Linked DNA regions of Sus scrofa: region 1 is linked to region 2. A link is a contact called in public HiChIP or PLAC-seq data. All regions are on one chromosome and are shown on one strand. The core of a region is the stretch at or near the end of the contact, and the rest is flanking DNA. Distances in the headings are between cores, read along the strand shown. Region 1 holds the start of PLEKHA2 (pleckstrin homology domain-containing family A member 2). Region 2 overlaps PLEKHA2 (pleckstrin homology domain-containing family A member 2).

Region 1 (4,276 bases), core at 680-3,179, 56 kb before region 2:
AGGAACACAGGGCTGCCTGAACCTCCTAAGAACAGTTGTATCCTCTCCAGGAGACCCAAGGCTGTTGGCTCCTTTTTGCCTCCCAGGCATCCAATACAGTAGTGCTCAGAAAATATTTGTGGCTCTGAGATTGAGTGACTCAGGCAGGCACCCCACAGGGTGGAGCGGAGAGTAGAGTTTTATGGGTTTTAAATATGAACCATACCATGTTATCTGAGACTATTACCTCTTTGCTCACCCTGGAAACCTTCAGTTCTAGTTGGATTTGCTGGGAGCTGAATGGAGTTTTGTTCCTTTTCATGCTGAAAACCATAATCCAATGTTTACATTAAAAAACATTCACCTAGCACCTACTTCATGATCCGCAGTGGTCCAAACACTTTACAAATGTTGACCCATTGACTATTCCTCCAACTAGATGTGGAAAGAGAGGCACTGAAACACTGTCACTTGCCCTGGGATCAGAACTAATAGGCGCCAGAGCTGGGATTTAAACCCAGGCCCTCTGGTTCCAGAGTACATGCTCTGCCTGAAATTTACCTGAGTGGCAGAAATCTTCAAGAGCAGAAAGAAAAAAAATGACATTGATATATTTGTTTCAAAGGAATTTTTTTTTTCTTGTGTTCCCCTTTCCTTCCTCATTCAAAGCAAAATGTTCTGAAGCCAACAGTCTTTTTTCACACCTGAGAGAGCAGGCGGCTCGTTTTCTTTTTTGCTTTGGCAATCAAAATGGAAGAGGAAACGAGTGTGGTTTCATCACTGGTGCTTTCGGGGTGTGTGCTGCGCGTGTGGTCCTGCCTCCCTCCTGGCAGATCTGGCTGCCCCCCACCCCCTTCCTTCAGGCCTTGTTGCCTCAGGTCCCGGGGACGACTGAACAGTCTGCCTTTCCCCTACAACACTGGGATGTGGACCAGCCTTTCTGGCAATTCCGCTTAACCAGACTTTGAGCTTCGAGGGTCTTCTTCAACCCTCCCCTCTGTCAAAGCCCAGTAACTCGGACTCAGGCCTTACCAACTGCGTTTGCATCAGAATCCCCAGAAATCGCAGCGCTGCGTCCTCCATCCTAGGGTGAATCCACCACGGTTCTGAGTTTCGGGCTTTAAGTGCCCGACTTAATGTATATTTAAATAAATACCTATCTCCTCACCTGAGAGGCCGGCCTCAGAACCTGACTGACCAGCCATTGATTAACTGTGGGTACCCAGGGCAAATTACTTAACGTCTCAGAGTCTCGGTTTCCTCATCGTGAAGAGGATGGATACCCACAGGGTTGCCGCGTGGATCGAATGAGATAACGCAGAGGATGCACTGGCACCCAGTGGTTCTCTTAGGTTCCTCTTAGCAATATTACTTAATACCTGTTTGTCTGTTCCCATTTTTCCCCAGAGCACCCTCCCGCTCTGAGGGCTGGAAGGGCGTCTTTGAGCCACGCTCTGAAAAAGTCCCTACGCACCCGTTAGAACGTACCACCCCACGGGGCTCCCGGGATGCATTCATGACAACCCAGGAGAATCAGCGGTGCTTCAATCTATCCTAACCCTAGACTTAACCCCGCGGCCCCTCATGGCTAAGGGCTCTGGGTCCTCGGGAAGCCTAAGTGAAGCCGCTGGTGGCTTTGGGAAAAAGAATGGGGTAAAGAGAGAGTCTGCGCTCCCTCCTTCTAAGATGCCCTCATCCCGGAGCCCCTTTCCCGCTCGGACACCTGCTGCCCGAGGCCGGCGTCGGAGAATAGGGCCTCCCACCCTGCGGCCGCGTCCCACCTGCCGGGCCGCCGGCGCCGGCGAGGTGGTCCAGGCCGGTAGCCTCGGGGGCCGCCTCCGGGCGCCGCGCCCCCGCCGGGTCCGCGCAGCTTGCGCGCCGGGCCGCGCCCCCTCCCAGCCTGCGGCGCCCCGGCACCCTTCTCTTCCCCCGGCGGGCTCGGCGGAGCATTGTACTCACATCCGGGGCTGGGTTTTCCTTTAATGCGAAACGTAATTAACCCGGAAAAAAGAGCCGAGAGACAAGAGAGAAGGAGGGTGTGGGGGTTGGGGGGGGAGAAGAGCGAGAGGAGCGAGAGGCCCCTAGAGTTTCGTGGCGACAAAAATCCCCGAGAGCGACAGCCCGCCGGGCCGGAGAGGCGCCTCCCAGCCCGATGTAACCCACGCACCCGGCCCGAGCCCCGGCCCTGCGCGGCGGGGTAAGTGGGGCTCTCGCGCGGCCCCAGGAACCGAGCGGCGCAGAGAGGCGCGCGGGGGCCGGCGAGGGACCGGGCGGGGGCTCCTGCCTGCGGGCTGATGGTTCCGGGGAGGTCGCGGCGGCCCCCGGGGCCCCAGGGAAGCCGGGGGCGCAGCCCCTCCTCCGGCCCTCGGGAGCGCGCGGGGTGGCCAAGGTCGCGGCCGCCAGGGGTCGGGCTGCGGGGGTGGGGCCGCGGGCCGGGTCCGGGCGGGTGTGCTGCTGAGCTGCGTTTTCTCACGTTTGCAGCGGCGAAACTTCTCTGCGGGCTCTGACGCTGGGGCACCGGCCCCGCAACGACTGCCCGGGCTGCGGGTAGGGAAGGCAAGCAAAGGACGCCCAGGCAAGTCCCTTGGGGCACGGATTGGGCTGTGGAAACTCCTCTTTCTCTTCCCCTATCAACCTTATTACATGGCAGGCCTAGAAGGCTCCCGGGGGAGATCCCTCCTTTCCCTTTGGGTGCAGCAGGGCCCTCCGGCTTCTGGAACTCCGGACTCTGGGGAGACTTGAAGGAAACGGTCCTCAAATGCAGGTTCGGTGCCAGGTTGGGAAAGCACTTCGAGGGGAGCTGTCTGTACGTCTCCCTAACTTCTTCCTCACCTTACAAGCTTCCCTCTTCTGCTCCAGTTTTGAAGACTGTAGGAAAGCAAGTGTGCAGACACGTCCAGAGAGGAGGTGCGGCGGGGCCACCTAGCTCGGGGCGTACTCATCTCCCTCGTCAGGCCAGCCCTGCACACCGCCCCCCCCCCTTCCCCCAGCCTCCCGCTTTAAGGTTTCCTTCCTACTTGGTGAATCTTCCCCTTCTGACTCCTTCTCCCACCCCCTCCTCCAGTCTTTCTTTAGGACTCCGAATGGGGTTTTTCAGACGCGAGTTAACAGCAGGGGAGGGGGAGGGGACAAGCATTCTGCCGGGTCGCCAGCTGTGGGCTCCCGGAGGCACTTCAGCCCGCTGAGCCGTGGTTGCACTTGGGCTGAAGTTCCAAAACTGTACCCCTGTTGCTCTTATTTGTTTGCTTTAATTTTTTTCCGTTGTTCTTAATATATTTAAGTCGCGCCCCTTTTTCCTCTTTTCTGGAGCTTTATCATTTTTCTTTGGTGGCAGAGTCTTCAGAAACAGTAAAGCCAAAGATCTTGATCTTGTTTTCTATTTCAGTTGCGTTCAATGGACATTTATTGGGTAATTAAGGCAAGAAAGGCAGTGATGAACAAAAGGAAGCCTGTCTCTTCAGGTAGCTTACAGTCTGATGGAGGACACAGGCTAGGCTGCACATCTACAACCTAGAACTCAATGCAGATTACTAAAATAGAGATCCAGCAGGCTTTGTGAAACTAAAGGAGGCTTTTTTGTTTGTTTTGTCTTTTTAGGGCCGCACCCACGGCACATGGAGGTTTCCAGGCTAGGGGTTGAATCAGAGCTGTAGCTGCCGGCCTTACGCCACAGCCACAGCAACCCAGGATCTGAGCCTCCTCTTCGACCTACACCACAGCTACAGCAACGCCAGATCCTTAACCCAGTGAGCAAGGCCAGGAATTGAACCTGCATCCTCATGGATATTAGATTAGTTTCTGCTGAGCCATGATGGGAACTCTCAAAAGGAGGCTTTTAAAAACACCCTCCCTCATCGATTCAGATATCAGCCTTCTATTGCATGCCAGTTGAACGTAGGAGACTTTTGCCATAGCTTCTAGTCAAGACTCTGTGGCCAGCTTGGTGTATGGCGTCTACTTAGGTGCTAAGTAATTGTTTGTTGAAAGAATAAGTGAGTGACCACAAGCACAGAAATTGTCTGCCCCTGTCCAAAGGTAAGAGAAAAGAGCAGTGCGGCAGTGGCTCAGGCTGGTTCAAGCTGATTCATCAGGATTTACCTTGGATGTTGCCTTTGGACCTGAGTATCCTTTGCCTTCTTTGTAACCCCTGCTTTTTACAAAGTGGGTACCTTGCTCATGTCCCATAGGCCATCACCTAGCTATAGACTGGAAAACCACCTGCCCTTCTGTGGAAAGTTGGCAACCCTTCCTCTCCCTTCTCACTGGTGCTTTCTTCTCTCTTCTGTATAAGGAAGTA
Region 2 (4,577 bases), core at 345-2,844:
CCATCCATAAAGTGGGGCAGATCTCAGTGCCTCATTGGATTGTTGTGAAGATTGGATGGAATAACACCTTAAAAAGCCTAAGGAACAGGAGTTCCTGTCGTGGCACAGTGGTTAGCGAATCTGACTAGGAACCATGAGGTTGCGGGTTCGATCCCTGCCCTTGCTCAATGGGTTGAGGATCTGGCATTGCCGTGAGCTGTGGTGTAGGTTGCAGACGCGGCTTGGATCCCATGGTGCCATGGCTCTGGCGTAGGCCGGCAGCTACAGCTCCAATTGGACCCCTAGCCTGGGAACACCCATACGCCGCAGGAGTGGCCCTAGAAAAAGCAAAAAGACAAAAAAAAAAAAAAAAAACCCAAGGAACAGATCTGTGGTAGTCTTAAAGGCAGAGGGTGGGGAGTGTTCAAAACGGGTAGAGGGAATCGAAAGGTACAAACCTCCAATTATAAAATAAAACAAGTCCTGGGCATGGAACATATGGCGTGGTGACTGTAGTTAACCACACTGTATTCTATATTTGAAACTTGCTAAGAGTGTATATCTTAAGAGTTATCACAAGTCAGGAGTTCCGAATGTGGCACCAACAGGATCAGCGGCATCTCTGGAGCAGGTTCAATCCCCAGCCTGGCACAGTGGGTTAAGGATCTGGTGTTGCCGAGCTCTGGTGTAGATCGCAACTGTGGCTCAGATCTGATCCCTGGCCCAGGAACTCCATATACTGCTGGGTGGCCAAAAAAAGAAAAAGTTATCACAAGTCAAAAAAATTGTAACTGTGTGGTGGCAAGTGTTACTAGACAGGGATCATTTGCAATATGTACAAAGATCGAGTCATCTCGTACACCTGAAACTAATATACTGTTAAATATCCAGCATAACTCAAGAAAATATATGAAGTATATATATTTATTTATATGTTTTCTTGAGCTATATGATGGACATATAAATGTGTGTGTATGTATTACTATATAATAAATAATAAGTAAAATATAAATATATTTTATTTGTTTATAAATAGTTGGTATATAATAGACATGTAACAGTGTGTGCGTGTATAATAGACATATAACAGTTTATCTACCTGACCCTAAAATAGAAACACTCACAAAGCACTTTAAGCCACTACAGAAGCACAGCTGTAAGTCATGGTGCCTACGGGGCGAGAGGTTTTAGAAACCAAGGGGCTTTATCTTGCTACCGCTGGTGGTGGTTGTGTATCGGGGAGGGCAGTCTGCAGGGATGGTTAAACCCTTTCTGAGACCCTCCAGAAAGTGAGGCTGGAAGAAACCCTGTAGGAGTTTCTGAGGCAAGGGCCACAGGGGGAACGGCCTCTGAACCCCCTTTTATGATAGGGGCCACGGGTACCTGACTTACGATGAATTTAGTCCTCAACATGTGACCAGCATGCCTTCACTTTCTTTCTCTTTCTCTGTCTAGTGATCTCCTGATGAGGGACAACCTGTTCGAAATAATAACAAGCTCTAGGACCTTCTACGTGCAGGTAAAAAGCTCCTTCACTGACGTTCCTTTTACTGTGGGCGGTGTGCTTGTAGACCTGCCTTTCCCTTTGCTTTCTCTTTTATTTTGGCCGAAGTTTCTCGGTGGTAAATTTAGCCCCTGATAGTCAGTCTGAGTCCCATTTTATTCTAAACAGGATGTTTGCCAGAAGCTTCCCTCCCATAAAATCATGAGAGCGGGTTGAACCCCTAAACTGGGGAATGTGACTTTGTACCAGCTGCCCTCAGCTGCTGGGGCGCCAGCTAAGCAGAGAAAAGGAGAACTGGTCAGTGGTTTCACTTCTCCCTTGGAGGGTATTTATAAGCCCTGTCTGTGTGTGGACATCACTGTGTGCGGAAGGACGAAAGCACAGCGGGCCTCTGCAGGCGCCAGGTGCACAGCCCAGCTGCACAGAGGAAGCCATTGTTGGGGCCCTGACGCTTCAGCTCTCAGAAGCTTCTCCCTTCCACCCACGGCTTTGGAGTTCTCCCAGCTCCTTCTGAAATCACAGGCGCTAGAAAGGCAGATTTCTAGCCTGTAGCATGGCCTACACGTTCAAGGCCAAGTCCCCACCCCAGCCTGCCTGGCAGCCCACAGAGTGTGCCTTGATCCCTGCAGCCTCGTGCTGATGCTGCGTTGCTAGTGGTGAGACTGCTGTGGAGAAGCTTGGTTTACATGTGCGGCTCCCCAGCCAAAGCTTTTCAGGGTTCCCAGTGCACTCCACGCTAAACACCCTCCCTTTCAAGGGATCGCCCTGGCCCCATTTCTTAGGCAGTGGCTCCCTACGAGCTGGGCACCCTCTGCTTGAGCCCAGCAGACATGCTCACAGCCTGAGGCATCCATCTATGGATTCCGGTCACTCAGACGAGCCCTGTGCCATCAGGGGAGAGCTGTGGAAACTGCTGCTTCGTTAGAGCGGCTCCACTGCCCTTTGGGGACAAAGTTCGAGCTGTAGGTGCAGCAGAAGAGTTTCCAGTTCTTGGATTTAACAGCTATTTGTTGAGCATCCTCGATGTTCCCAGTATTGCCTCATGCTGGGGACCCCGCCTTAAACAGAAGAGATCCTGAACCAGAGAAGGAGAGAATCAAGCAAACAGGCAGCCAGAACAGTGCAACGAGGTGGGGGAGGGCATGTTGGAGAGAGGAGCACAGGGGAACATTTAGGGCAGTGAAACCATTGTGGATGATACTGGCATGTGCACAACGTAAAATTTTACAGCACATAGCATATCATTTGTGCAAATTTAAGAAATCATTTAGGGAGTTCCTGCTGTGGTGCAATGGGATTGGTGGCATCTCTGGAGCCTTGTGATGCAAGTTCAATCCCTGGCCAGGCACAGTGAGCTAAGGATCTGGTGTTGCCACAGCTGTGGCATAGGTTTCAACTACGGTTCAGGTTTGATCTTTAGCCCCAGAACTCCACATGCTGCAAGGCAGTCAAAAAAGAAAATAAAAAAACAAAAAGAAATAATTTAGGAGGTCAGGGGATCCCAATATGGCCTGCAGATTATGACCAAAGAACCTAAATGTGTTACATGTATGAGACAGCCCCACTGATGGGGATTGGGAATAAACAAAACAAGGAAACAGTGTGGGAAGGACTACCATTAGAGTGAGGAGCGGTTGCCATGGGAACTCCTAAGAGGGGTCCCTCCCCCAGCCTCAGGGAGACAGGAGAGGTTTCCTGAAGGAAGATACCTCTAAGTCAAGTCCATTGGAAGAAGAGTGTCCCAGGCAGAGGGAACAGGGAACAGCCCATGTGAAAAAACCCGGAGATGAAAGGGGCTTAGGTGCCGGAAGGCTTATACACAGGGTCATAGCCTTGTGTGCCTTGTTAAGGAGCTTGTATTTTATCCAAGGGGTTCATGCCCTTGAGGTTAAGCCAGGGGAGTGACCCAATCAGATTTGCCTCCTAAGAATACCAGGTGGGCAAGCGATCTAACTCTCGGAGCCTTGTTTTCCTTATCTGTAAGATGGTGATGCCAGCCCTCAGTGCTGGCCCCTCGATGGGACACTGGCGGTGAATGTCCTGGCCAGTACAGTGAGAGGACAGAGGAGAAAGGGTAGGACAGGGCCCAGGAAGAGCAGTTGAAAGCTGTTGTCACAGTTTAGATGAGAGATAAAAGGAAGCCTGAACTTAGATGGATGGAGAAGAGCAGAAACATTTGAAGCAATTGAAGAGTCCTTTCTGGAACTCAAGAGTTGACTGGACATGGGGCCAAGGAAGAGAGGGGAAGTGAGGACCCTGCCCAGATGTCTGGCCTGGGCTTCAGGGTGGCTGATGGCAGCAGCCACCACGATAGATGGACACACAGGAGAGGGGGCTGTGGAGATCAAAGGTAAGAATGTTCAGGAGACACTGCATTATCTTCATGAGTGTCTGCCTGCCCATTGACCAGACTTTTATCACCTCTTCCATCCCCTTTGCCATCTGCTCCCACATTTCTAGGATAAAAGAATATTCACATGGAGCTCCCACCGTGGCAGTGTGGTGGTTAAGAATCTGACTGCAGCGGCTTGGGTTGCCGTGGAGGTGTGGGTTTGATCCCTGGCCACCAGTGGGTTAAAGGATCTGGCATTGCCATAGCTGTGGCATAGGTCACGGCTGTGCCTCATACTCAGTTCCTGGCCCAGGAACTTCCATATGACATGGGTGCGGCCGTAAAATTAGAAGACAAAAACAAAAAACAGAACACTCACATCACCCTGAATAAGTATTTTTTAATTTTTTTTTGTTTTATTGAAGTGCAGTTGAATTACAATGTTGTGTTAATTTCTCCTGTACAGCAAAGACTCGTCATACATATGTATACATATTCTTTTTCATATTCTTTTCCATTATAGTTGACCACAGGATATTGCACATAGTTCTCTGTGCTCTGTAATAGGACATGGTTGTTTATCCATCCTATATGTAGTAGGTTGCCCCTGCTGATCCCAAACTCCCAATCCTTCCCTCCACCCTGAATAAATAAATGAGCAAATGGGCAAACCTGTATATAGCACCTAGCTCGGAACAGAAAGGTAGAGAAGGGTAGAGATGAAAAATCTTTAAAAATATGGTTTTTTATTCATTTAAAAAC

The links. HiChIP or PLAC-seq counts read pairs in DNA pulled down with a chosen protein or histone mark.
Region 1: an H3K27ac HiChIP or PLAC-seq map of alveolar macrophages shows a contact between it and region 2. The contact joins the promoter of PLEKHA2 here to the enhancer-like site in region 2. A contact is called at or near these places in 10 of 47 Hi-C or Micro-C datasets (alveolar macrophages, blood, embryonic fibroblasts and 6 more) and 2 of 2 datasets of contacts at active chromatin or transcription factors (alveolar macrophages and skeletal muscle).

What each region holds. Positions count from the first base shown.
Region 1 is chr15:47,694,891-47,699,166 of Sscrofa11.1, reverse strand. PLEKHA2 (pleckstrin homology domain-containing family A member 2) reads left to right here and starts at 1,929. Exons shown (of 13, transcript XM_021075122.1): 1 at 1,929-2,176. LOC106506225 (a long non-coding RNA gene) reads right to left here and starts at 1,189. Exons shown (of 3, transcript XR_001301397.2): 1 at 1-1,189.
Region 2 is chr15:47,638,403-47,642,979 of Sscrofa11.1, reverse strand. It overlaps PLEKHA2 (pleckstrin homology domain-containing family A member 2), which reads left to right. Exons shown (of 13, transcript XM_021075122.1): 10 at 1,435-1,498. Among named protein-coding and RNA genes, the nearest start is that of HTRA4, 15 kb to the right of the region's middle. Within about 2 kb of position 1,594, at least 28 of the 83 cell types and tissues checked have an H3K27ac peak or open chromatin away from gene starts, as enhancers often do. A contact at or near this core is called in alveolar macrophages, retroperitoneal adipose tissue and skeletal muscle, where this site is marked.